Linked DNA regions of Mus musculus: region 2 is linked to region 1. Evidence: chromatin contacts called from public HiChIP or PLAC-seq data. All regions are on one chromosome and are shown on one strand. Each heading gives the region's core, a stretch centred on a gene start, on an enhancer-like site or on the middle of the called end of the contact. The rest is flanking DNA. Distances are from core to core; before and after follow the strand shown. Region 1 holds the start of Herc6 (hect domain and RLD 6). Region 2 overlaps Fkbp9 (FK506 binding protein 9).

Region 1 (6,200 bases), core at 127-2,626:
CTCAACAAACCAACAGCAAGTTTTCATTGCTGAAGTCAATACTCACACAATGCACTGAATGTGGAGTCCCATGTTCTAATGTCTATGACAGGCAAAGGGACTCTGCAGGTTGCTAAAAGAGAAAAGTAAACCAATCCAACCATAAAACCCTTGATCTACAATTTGTCCTGCTTGGAAAATATGCTAGGGCAATGGTGGCACAAACCACGTGGAGTAACCAACTGATTTCAGATTTGACTTAAGGCCTACACCATGAGATGGAAGGAACCCATACCTGACACTGCTCAGGTGACCAAGAACCAGAACCTAGGACAAAACCAAATACTACTGGTCTAAGAAAAACAAAAGGGTAACAATAAAATGACTCAATAATAGTCTGCTAGGCTCATATGGCAGTGCCTTATTCAGCCATCATTAGAGAGGCTTCAACCTGCAGCAGATGGGAATAAACACAGTGACCCACAACCCTTTCAGTGCTGTGTTTGTTTTCAAAGGTGGGGAGGGAGGGAGGGAGAAAGGGAGGGAGGGAGGGAGGGAGGGAGGGAGGGAGAGAGAGAGAGAGAGAGAGAGAGAGAGAGAGAGAGAGAGAGAGAGAGAGAGAGAGAGAGAGAGAGAGCCAGAGAGAGCCAGAGTCACCTTGGAACACACAGCTCTAAAGATGTCTCCCTTAAATTCCTTCAGAGCTCAGCAAACCTGCAAAAGAGTGTTCACTTTTTTTCTGTTGGCTTGTGTAGCTTTGATGTGAAGGTTTTCATTTCTTTACATATCTGGCCCCTGCCCTTACTCTGCAGTTGGATTCAGTTGGACAGCAGCTTCTCCATTGCAGCTCAGTTAGGGTTCATTATTAATTACATCCTTACAGGCTTCCCAGCTTTGGCTTTCTAGGCCTCTTTGAAATTCTCAAAAAAGTTCTGTAACCCCCTGAACATACTCCATAATCTATTTATTATACATATAGGTTTACCATGTGGTGCTTAATGTGTGATCTGAAAATTAATAATCAAGACTGGAATAAAAGAACCCCAGCTAGAATTGCCAAGGAAAGCAGATTCCCTGGGAACTGGTTGCCACTGAAATTGCTACAACTTGTGGATATTGTCACTTAATAAATATTTCACAGACCTAGAAATTTGTCCAGAGCATCAGGACTCACAAGTGGCTTACTCATGATGGAGATACTTTCTTCTTCCCTGTCTTCTCAGATACTCAGTACTGAAAATTCAAGCAGCCAGGTTTCAAAATGACCCTAGAAATGCCTGTGAGAAAGATGTTAGTGGTGTGGGACAAGCAGGCACTTACTGGAAAGAACTATGACGTAAGGGACTGGGCAGTGCCCTTGGGAGGAGTTAGGGAAGCTAGGTCACTTGCTTTTGGGAGCCCATCTGACATACCAGAGCCGCGGGTGGCTGTGCACCGCAGGGATGTATTTCAGCTGGGCTGCAGGAAGCCGGAAGCCTCGGCGCCTGAAGGCGGGAACCAGCGGCATTGAACTCTTGCAGGCAGCCAGCGGGGAACACCACTCGCTCCTACTGTTCAGCAACCACAGGGTGTATTCCTGCGGGGACAACAGCTGGGGACAGCTGGGCCAGAGGAGAGACCAGAGTACCGAAAGGCCAGGTGACTTCCAAGCTCCTGAGCAGGTGCTCAGGACAGTATGTGGGGGCCTCGGGTCCAGGGGACCAGGGGACCAGGGGACCAGGGATACCGGGTGGCTGGACCAGGGATATCAGAAGCTGGAACCCTGTTTTAAGCAGCTTGCATCAACTGGTCAACTCCTAGAGCTCTGGAGTTTGTATTTGTTTCGGTTTCCAATTCCTCTTCATTGAGAAACTGAAAGCAAAAAAGCAAGCTTTCCTCTGGATAGAAAGAAAGTCCCTCCTCCTTACCAAGCTAAGCCTGAGAGAACTTTCTGGAGGGGGTGGGGTGGGGGGAATCTGATTTCCAAACCGAAAAGCTTAGCAATAACTTGGGGCATCTTCTCTCCTAAGGTTTTGTTTTTGTTTTTTGTTTTTTTAAAAAAGTATAATAGCATTTTTCGGCATTAAAGCTGATGTAGGAAAGTACTAAAGAAGCCACCTGTAGGGTCTTGAGAGATGGCTCGGTGGTTAAGAGTTCAGCTCCTGACACTTATGCGGCAGTTTACAACTACCTATAATTACAGTTCCAGAGGATCCTATGCCTCTATGGGTACCAGCACACACATATATGCACACAGTGATGCGCAAGCGCAAGCGCGCGCGCGCACACACACACACACACACACACACACACACACACACACGTAAAAATAATAAAATATTTAAAATTTAAAAAGTCACCTATAATTACACCAAAAGCAACTCTAAGACCATTGCAGCTCCTCGTTTTATCTTCTGCTTATGTATTTAATTTTTATAGGAATTTTGTCATTATGAGTTATTGTAATTGTATCTAAACAAGAAGTTGTGGTTTTACCAAAACATTAATCCACTAGGGGATTTTATATATGATATTGATTCACTTCTAAGTAACTTCAAACTAACTAAAGTTCTAGTTTGTTTTTCTGGTTTTAATTATCTATTTTTGCCACTTTATATGCTAAGCAAGCACTCTACCACTGGACTATTTTACATTCCCATTGACTATATTTGATTATGTGTGTAGAATAATTTGAAGAACTGTGTAGAACACGAAAACTATTCCTCTGTCCCTTTGGATTCAGTTTCTGGAAGCTACAAATTTAACTTGAAAAAAATGAATAGGCAAAAAACAGCATGGGATTTTATTAGTCTTTTACCTAGAGAGTAATTTTTGTGTATATAGGAATTCACAGAAAGTAAAAGAGGTGCTTAGATCCAGGAACTTGTGTACTTAACAAAAGAAAAGAGGTTGGATAATAAATTGTGGGGAACCATCTAAGAAATAATGATAAAGCCCTTGCCAGACACGAATGGGCACCTTTCAGTTTCGTTTCCGTGGGCTGTGAATCTTATTTTGAGCTAGGTTTCAGTTTGCTCAGATAGGAACTCAAGGTGCTCCGACTTTGCCTGCCAAGTTGTGTCCAGGTAGTCCATAAAAACTGCTGTCTTTCCACACATGTATAAACATATTGGGTTTACTTCTTCATGATGTTTAGTAAGAACTTTAGAATTGATTTAACCAACACTGAGGGACACAAAGAATCTGGGTAACTCCCCTCCTCCCTTTTCAGAGGCAATTCCTGTCTTAAACTCCAGACATTTATAATCTTATGGAAGGTTTTTCATTTTCTTTTCTCTTTCTTTTTCTTTTTCCTTTCTTTTTTTCTTTCTTTCTTTCTTTCTTTCTTTCTTTCTTTCTTTCTTTCTTTCTTTCTTTTTCTCTCTCTCCCTTTCTTTCTTTCTTTTTCTCTCTCTCCCTTTCTTTCTTTCTTTCTTTCTTTCTTTCTTTCTTTCTTTCTTTCTTTCTTTCTTTCTTTCTTTCTTCTTTCCTTCCTTCCTTCCCTCCTCTCTCTCTCTCTCTCTCTCTCTCTCTCTCTCTCTCTCTCTCTCTCTCTCTCTCTCTCTCTCTCTCTTTAAAATTTGTTTCTGTTCCCAAAGAACCAATTCAGGCACTGAATGATCTGCATGTTGACCTGGTGAGCTGTGGGAAGGAACACTCTGTGGCTGTCTGCCACAAAGGAAAGGTCTTCGCTTGGGGAGCCGGTTCTGAAGGGCAGCTGGGGATTGGAGAATTTAAGGAAATAAGCTTTATGCCTACGTAAGTATTTCAATTCACTACTTTCCAGTATTTTTAAGTGCTAAGTACTCAAATGCCATGGCACAGAGATTACTAGTGTAAGGGTTAAAATGTGCTGAGAAAAGTGTTCAGGAAATCATGTGTAGAATCAGTTCATTAAATAGAGGGCCATGAAGGAGAGAGTAAGGATGAAATGATATGCGATTCTTAAGTCCTGATATTACTTATTGTAATACAAGTATGGGAGCCCCCTTGAACTTCTACAGTAAATAAATAAATAAATAAATAAATAAATAAATAAATAAATAAATAAAGTATTTTAAACTACAAACTATCAAGATACCAAGGACTAAGAAAGAAATCTTACTTGATTATCTTGTATCTGACTAAAGAAGAGCCTCTCACATTATTTCCCAAATGCTCAAGCTCCTATATGGGAGAATATCCATTACCATTGTGATGGAAAAGGTTAATGGAACATGCTGTCCTCTTCCACTGATGCTCTAAAATGCATAGACCTTTGCTGAGACAGGAGAATCAGAAGTTCAAGGTCATCCTTACCTACATCCTTACCTACATCAGAGACCAGCCAGGCCTATGTGAGACCCGTTCTTACCCTTCTCCCCTTAAAAACTAACTCTAAGTGCCACAAGCAGACACAGACAAACAAAAAACCCAACCCACACCAAAGAAAGACAACAGATGCTAGGGGATTTTGGCTGTGGGCTGTGTGTGGAAGTGAAGATAGTGGATTAAGGAGTGCACAGCAGAGACTCGTGGTTCTTGTCAGGTAGTCAGATGTCTTGTCATTTAGTGATGCAATGGTTAGATGGATGACATTCCTGCTGTTTCCAAACACTACAGCCAGTGAAATGACAGCCATGGGAGTGGCATTAGCAGGGTCGGTGTGGGAAAGAAGACTCTCTGGTCCTTTGAAAAGATATGGGAGGTGCAGAATAGGAAAACCCAATGCTACTGTCTTCAGAGAGGAACAGGGGTGGTCTGTAGTTCTTGGAAGCTGGGAGCAAAACCCTTCTCCTAAATAGCGAAAATCATAAAAAGCAGGAAGGAAAAAAACCAGCTTAACACTTTGGAAAAGTGGTATTCCAGAAGCACAGAATAACATTGTTCGCTGAGATCTGATGTCTCATCTAAAATACTTTTACATGTCTGTAATTTCTTTGATAACTCATCCTAAAGAAGGTTCAACAGATTTCTGTGACTTTTTTTAAATATAGGAAAATAAAAGCTCTGGCTGGCATAAAAATAATCCAAGTTTCCTGTGGACACTACCACTCTTTGGCCTTATCAGAAGGTAAGGAATACTTAGAGGGCCTCTGTCATTAGGAAATATTTTAAAATAATGTTGTGGAGATTTGATTAGGACTGGACTGACGCTCTTCATTGCTTTTGGTAGGATGGTCATTTTCACAATATTATTTCTGCCTGTTCATAAGCATTGGAGAGCTCTTCATTTTCTAATGTCTCCAAATCTCTTCACTCAGAGATTTTAAGTTTTCATTGTAGAGGTCTTTCCCCTCCTTGCTTAGCTTGGTTCCTAGATAGTTATTTTCTTTGAGGCTATTGTGAGTGGGCATGTGTCCATCACTTCTTTCTCATATTGTTTATTGATGGCCTTTAGAAAGGTTACTGATTTTGAAGAGTTGATTTTTGTGTCATGTCGTTTTGCTGAAATTATTGGTTCTTTCTAGAAGTTTTCTGATAGGGTATTTGGAGTCAGTTATGCCTACTAGCGTGTCATCTGAAAATAAAGATAATTTTACTTTTTCATTTTTATCTTTGACTCTTAAATTTCCTCTGTTGCGTTCTGCTCCAAATAGTGCTTGGACAGTGCTTAGGACAGTAGACAGCTTCTCCACCTTCCTAGTTTTAATGGGAGTGACTCAAGTTTATCTTCACTTATGATATTTCTCAAATATTAATTTTTAATTTAAAATTAATTTTATTAATTATTAATTTGCGTTACATTCCCTCTAGTACTACTATCTCTAGGATTTTTATTCTGACAGTACGTTGGATTTTCTCAAAGGCATTTGCATTTATTGAGATATTTATCTTATCTTTAAATCTATTTATGCCAGCTGGAGACCCTTTATTATTGTTTCAATCACATTTGTTGTGAGTCTGTTTAGGGTGTTAATTTCTTTGGTGGTTTGGATAAATCTAAAAATCTGTGCAGTTCTTTTAGATTTTCCAACTTAATAGAGTACAAGTTTTCTTTTAAAAATTAATTCCCTTTTAATAGTCTCAATTTATTTGGCATGTATTATAATATTTCAATATTATTTTCTGATTTTGTGAATTCGGACATGTCTTCCTTTCTTTTGATTAGTTGGGCTAAGGGTCTGTCAATTTTGTTTATCTCACAAAGAGCCAGCACTTAGATTAGTTAATAGTATGGTTCCTTTTGCTCAGGATTAATGTGGCTGTGCAAGGTCTTCTATAGTTTCACAATGAATTTTAGAATGTTTGGTTTTTCTGTT
Region 2 (6,288 bases), core at 343-2,842, 710 kb before region 1:
TGGAGCCTCTCAGAAGAGAGTTATGTTAGGTTCTCAGGGACTGGTTCTTGCCATATGGGATGGGTCTCAATTTAAGGTTGTCATTGATTACCCATTCCCTCAGTCTCCTCTCTTTGTTCCTGCACATCGTGTAGGCAGGACACATTTTGGGTTGAAGGCTTTGTGGGTGGGTTGTTGTCCTTAACCTTCCACTGAGAGTCCTTCCTGGCTACAGGAAGTGGCCACCTTAGAATCCATATCCCTATTGCTAGGAATCTCAGCTCGAGTTCCCCTTACATCCTCTGGGGCCTTTCAGCCCATCTCTTTCTGCCCATTGCAGATCTCTGGCACATCCTAGAGATTGCCCCTGCCTCCCAGCCAATCTTCCTTCTCTCTCCCTTGCTCTCCCTACATATTATCTCCCCCCATTCTGCTCCCACTTCCATTCTTCCATCGACACAGAAAGAGATAATAGTTGACAGAAAGCAGAGGAGTGAGGTTTATCCTGAGTAGTCACGTTGGGAGGAGAAACAGATCAAGAAGTTGATGGGTCCATGGTTCAGTGGCTCTGTCATGAGGCTGAGGCTGAGGCTGAGGCTGAGGCTGAGGCTGAGGCTGAGGCTGAGGCTGAGGTATAGGGCAGGAGGTTTGTGTAACTAAGCAGGCCTGAAGTGTGTGGTTCTGCCCATCACTGACTTATAATTGTCTTGCCTCTCCCTAAAGGCAATTTATTTATCATTATTAACTTTATCAGTAGCTAATGAGGGGTCAGTCTGGAAGAGCAACTCTGGGTAGAAAGCTGATTCAAGGGATCTTCTATACCAGGACATGATCTGGAGGTTTGTAGTCTACACAATAAGTCCCTGTCTTTAAAAAAAAAAAAGTAAAAATGTTGATGATGTGAAAGTTAAAAAAAAAATCAAATAATGTAATTTGCCATCTTTGCAGAATATAAAAATCAAAACAAAACAAAACCAACCCCCAATCAGTCCCAAAAGGTATATACCCAGAGAGACACTGCCTCAGAACGACAAATTAAAAGCAAAGCGTCAGTGCCTGATCCTCCTTCTGAGACATTACCAGTGGTCTCAGTCTTGTTTGGATTCAGGTAAAAATGCAGACACCTGGCCCGCTACTGCTCAACCCTCTGTAAGCGATAAGTAATTCTTTTTTTTTTTTTTTTTTTTTAAATTAGGTATTTTCCTCGTTTACATTTCCAATGCTGATAAGTAATTCTTAACTGTACCAACATTCAAGAACCTCTGAGTCTGAGAAGGACCTGGGTCACTGTATTCCTTATCAGACCCACCTGCTGGTCCTGGGGAGGCGAGTGTGCTGTGGTGGGCGTGTTCATTGATTCCCTGGGTCTGCCTTTAGGGAGCATTCCTGGCTCAGCCGTGCTGGTGTTCGACATCCACGTGATTGACTTTCACAACCCTTCGGATTCCATCAGCATCACTTCCCACTACAAGCCTCCAGACTGCTCGGTGCTGAGTAAGAAGGGGGATTACCTCAAATACCACTACAATGCCTCACTCCTGGATGGGACTCTGCTGGACTCCACGTAAGGGTATCTGGGAACCAGATGTGGAGGGAACCTTTGGTAGTACTTCCCACTGTGATGCTGGGTGGGAGTTGTTTGGTCCAACCTTCCGTATTGTGTAGTGTAAGCTTTCTCTGCTCAGCGCATTATTATGGAGTTTCCTGCCACAGATCTTCCCTGCTCTAGACTGTTTCTTACCTGGCAGAACACTCTTTCTCAGTCAGATCTATATTTAATAACTAGACCCTTGGAGTCAGATGCAGGGACAAACACCCATAATTCCAGTGCTTAGGAAGCTGCAGAAGGAGATAGAAAGCCAGAGGCAAACGTGGACACATAGTAAGAACCCGTGTCAAGGTCTGCTACAGGACTCTGCTTTCTTTGTCCTAGACAGTTTCAGCACTGCGTCCCACCCTGCCCAGGTTGCTTGGCCTCTTTGCTTTTGTCCCCACTTATATGTCCTTCCTGTTTTCAAACACATCCATGAATTCCTGGGAGGAAACTCCTCCTGCTTCTAAAGTCTCCTAACCCTTACCCCCCAGCCTTAAGTTACTTTTGTGTCCGTTATGATCTGGATACTTTAGAGATACCTGATTTCTTATTCATAGTTTTTCCTATTTCTTCTTCATAGTCTTCCCCAGAGTATCTGTAGCACTAACGGATCATATAATAAATGTTAGCTGATAGAAATAAACCTGAAGATCATAAAAAATAATGTAAAAACAAGTTTGCTTCCTGTGACTCTGAATCTCAAGTGTGTCTGGAAATTGAATCAGTCTTCTCTGGGAAAGAGTCATTTTCAGACTTTATATTTTTGTCTAAGAACATCCACTGATATGCTGAGCCTGATTTAGGTGTCTGAGTCCAGAGTTGGAGAGCTGATTGTCCTGGAGCCTCCCCTTTACCGGTCACTTTGCCCTCTAGCTCTGAGTCTGGCTTTGGACTATGAGGTTCTGCAAGCTGTGGCACATTCAGTGTTATTTCATCAAAATCCAAAACCCTCTTATTATTAGAAGTACTATTTATGCACCTCTAAAACCACAGAAGTTTTGCCCTGTCAGTCAGTCATAATCACAGAGATGTTAAAATGAGGAGGGAAAGATAGCACATTTTAGGATTGTAACCTTAGGGGCCCTGACTCACAGAGAGGTTTACAACAGACCTTGCAGAGCGATCCCAGCCACTGGGTGTGAAAGTATTCAGAGGCAGTGGGAAGGATGAGAGAGCTCACACATGTGAAAATGGCCCAGCAGTCAGCACTCCTGTCTCTGCTCTGCTGCTCAGACCAAGAATGGGGAAGTGGGGCTGGGAGACAAAGAAATTCCTTCTTATCTGTGTAGGATACACATGTCTGAGAGGCAGAGATCAGATGTCCTGCCCTCTGATATGTTTGGTGGAGTCACCGTCTTCTTAGGAGCAGGAGCCACAGGATGCAGGGAACCTTCTTTTTAAGATAAACCTCAAGATAAAAATGCTAAATGATAAAGAGAGTCATTTGTTTTACCTGTAAATCCACAGACAAGAGCAGTGGCCACACATCCTTGCTGGTCTTTGTGTGTGTGTGTAAGATTCCAAATAAAGGAATTATGGGAAGGATGGTAGGCACCCACCTTCTTGGTGCCACCTCAAACCCTACCTGGGTACAATCAACACAACCAGTTCACTGGTGTGGTTGCTTGTCATCAAGGCACTGGGTAGCTGCTTCTCTTATCTATTGCTGTGATGAAACACCATAACCAAAGCAAGTTGGGGAGGAAAGGGTTTATTTGGCTTACACTTCCATATCACTGTTCATCATCGAAGGAAGTCCAGACGGGAACTCAGACAGGGCAGGAACCTGGAGGCAGGATCTGATGCAGAGACCATTTGAGGACAACTCTGCAGGTATTCAGGCAGGGAAGTAAACCACAAAGAGATGACGATGAAAACTTGGTTCAGAATGACTTCATCAACCCGGATCAAGACTTCAGGGAGTCTAATACCAGAGGGTTTATTCACAACAAATTTAAACACAGTATAATTTGGAGAAAAGTTTCTTGGTGTCATACAATCCCTGCTGCACAAGGAGGTGTAACTACATTGAAACTTAACTCAGGAACTTGTCATTTCTTCCAAGAAGTTGGGTTTTAGAGGTATGCTCCCTGGCCTAGCTTAAGGGCCTAGGGTAGGCTGTAGCCTGCTCTCAGTCATACAGATAATGTAGAGGTTATTTGGGCTATTAACCACCTCTGGTCATGGTTGTGGGAGCTTGGGGGAACCTCTGGCTATAAAGGTCATTAGCCACCTCTGGTCATGGTTGTATGAGTTTGATATGGCTTGGCCCAACAGATAACATAGGTCACCAGGCTGTTTAATCACTTCCAGGTCCCAGCTTTCTGGAAAAACAGGTTATGTCCTTACCTTTGAAAGACAATCTGTGTGCTTAACATTCCTGGGTTCCCTGGAGATCTATGGGTGCAAGGATGTTCATGGTCCCAGCAGCCATGGTGGAGGGGTGCTGCTTATTGGCTTGGTCTCCCATGACTTGCTCAGTCTGCTTTCTTAAAGAACCCAGGACCACCTGCCCAGGATGATCTGTCCCTCAATGGGCTGGGCCCACTCCTGTCAATCCCTAATTAAGAAAATGCCTTAGGATGGATCATAAGGCCCCCAATGGAGGAGCTAGAGAAAATACCCAAGGAGCTAAAGGGGTCTGCAACCCTATAGGTGGAACAACAATATGAACTAACCAGTACCCCCCAGAGCTCGAGTCTCTAGCTGCATATGTATCAGAAGATGGCCTAGTCAGCCATCAGTGGAAAGAGAGGCCCGTTGGTCTTACAAACTTTATATGCCTCAGTACAGGGGAACGCCAGGGCCAAGAAGTGGGAATGGGTGGGTAGGGAAGTAGGGGGGATATGGGGGGACTTTTGGGATAGCATTGGAAATGTAAATGAAGAAAATACCTAATTAAAAAAAAAGAAAGAAAATGCCTTACAGGCTTGTCTGGGGCTGGCTCTTACTGAGAAACCTTCTTAACTGAGGCTCCCTCTTCTCCGGTGACTCTAGCTAGTGTCAAGTTGGCTGTAAAACTTGCCAGCATAATGCTGCTTTTAGGAGACGTGGAAATTTCAAAGGCCCTGGGGCAAGGAGCCAGGAAGCAGGAAACCTGGGGTCAGGGTTGGAAGAATGCAAGGCATGAGGATGGTGTTTGCACATCTCACAAAATAAGTAAATAAACAAAAATAAAAGACTCCCAAGAAAAGTAGCAATGGAATTGTTTGCTTAGAGGATCTTATTAATGTCTGTGTATTTCAACTGGGTGTTTGTTTATCATGTAAGCAAGGTCTTGAGTATTCTGTGAGACTCAGGGATCTGTACTATTCCAGCTGGGACCTGGAGAGGCTTGACAGCCAGTAGGTCAGAGGTGGCTCCTCCACAGGCCTCTCCCGAGGACATCCTGTGATGGTGGTGTTTGTCTGTGTCATTTTCTCCCTAGGTAGGATAAGCATATTGTCATCTTGGGCTTGCTGAGCCCTGAACATCAGGGAGCCTTGGGAGGGAGGGAAGGAAGTGTAGGTCCTAGCCTGTGGAGTCAGGGAGGTCCCTGGGGACTGTAACCCTAAGGAGATATCTGCTCCTTGTCACCACCTGGTGATGGACACCGAGGAATGGCAGGATATTCCTTGGCAATGAAGTGCATAATAGCTGTCATTTTGCCATTTGGAAAGTGGTAGATTTTTTAGTCATGGCTGAGGCTATGGGGCCAGCTTCTTTCCCCATGTCTCCAGGATCCTGTGGTTAACTTTGTGGTTAATGAAATTCTCATCAGGATCAGCATCCTCCACTCTTTCTTTGCTTTCCAATATGTCAAACATATTTATTATTGACTATTATTATCTCTACGTTCTGGACAAAGAAACCAAAGATATATTTCCCAGGTCAAATGAAGAAGCAGAACCAGGATGCTTTCAAGTGCTCTTAATGTCCGGGCCATCTCTCTAGTACCAGAACCAGGATTCTAACTCAGGCCTTTAATCTAAAATCCTGAGCCTGGTGTTTGGCTGCAGTGCTAGCACTTTAGAGTCTGAGGAAGGAGGATCAGGAGTTTGAGGTCATCCTGGTTATAAAATTATTTCAAGACCATCCTGGGCTACATAGTGTCTCAAAATAAATCAGTACTATACAAAGAATCTACCCCTTGGAGACACTGTAGAATACCAGGAATGCGCCCATGTAGTTCACTGTTCCCGCTCTATATTTTCCAGATCTCCCGTGGGATCCCTCATGGCAGGAAGGCCCAATGCCAGCATGCCCCTGTACCGTGAATTGTTCCTTTTGTCTTGAGTTTTATGTCTTTGCCAGTTTAGAAGCAGGCAGGCTGGTTGTCTTGCAGTTCGTCCTGCCGTGAGTCTGTCAGCCATTTCTTCTTCAGAACTATACATCTTTCGTAGAACACCCTCTGCCACCACTGATAGGTACCTGTTTCCTTTCTTTTCCAGGTGGAACTTAGGCAAAACGTATAACATTGTGTTGGGGTCTGGACAAGTCGTGCTGGGGATGGACATGGGTCTCAGAGAGATGTGCGTGGGAGAGAAGCGGACTGTGATCATCCCGCCCCACCTGGGCTATGGAGAAGCTGGTGTGGGTGAGTGAGTGAGTGAAGGTGTTCAGGAGTGCTGGGAAAGTCACCAGCTGAACGCATGGGTCACAAGTAAAGCCACAGTATGCTGCTTCCATGTAGAACTGAAGGGTTCTGTTTGTTTGCTTTTTAATTAAGAAAACTT

The links. HiChIP or PLAC-seq counts read pairs in DNA pulled down with a chosen protein or histone mark.
Region 2: a contact with region 1 is called in an H3K27ac HiChIP or PLAC-seq map of embryonic stem cells, with 6 times the contacts expected there. The contact joins the enhancer-like site here to the promoter of Herc6 in region 1. A contact is called at or near these places in 5 of 39 promoter capture datasets (cranial neural crest, frontonasal cranial neural crest, liver and 1 more), 1 of 15 datasets of contacts at CTCF or cohesin (large pre-B cells), 1 of 484 Hi-C or Micro-C datasets (cerebral cortex), 2 of 115 datasets of contacts at active chromatin or transcription factors (embryonic stem cells and fetal liver) and 2 of 9 other capture datasets (liver and macrophages).

What each region holds. Positions count from the first base shown.
Region 1 is chr6:57,579,616-57,585,815 of GRCm38.p6, forward strand. It overlaps Herc6 (hect domain and RLD 6), which reads left to right and starts at 1,377. Exons shown (of 23, transcript NM_025992.2): 1 at 1,377-1,617; 2 at 3,558-3,717; 3 at 4,935-5,011. The coding sequence starts at 1,422.
Region 2 is chr6:56,867,364-56,873,651 of GRCm38.p6, forward strand. It overlaps Fkbp9 (FK506 binding protein 9), which reads left to right. Exons shown (of 10, transcript NM_012056.2): 7 at 1,357-1,543; 8 at 6,004-6,149. Among named protein-coding and RNA genes, the nearest start is that of Fkbp9, 38 kb to the left of the region's middle. Within about 2 kb of position 1,593, at least 28 of the 459 cell types and tissues checked have an H3K27ac peak or open chromatin away from gene starts, as enhancers often do. A contact at or near this core is called in embryonic stem cells, where this site is marked.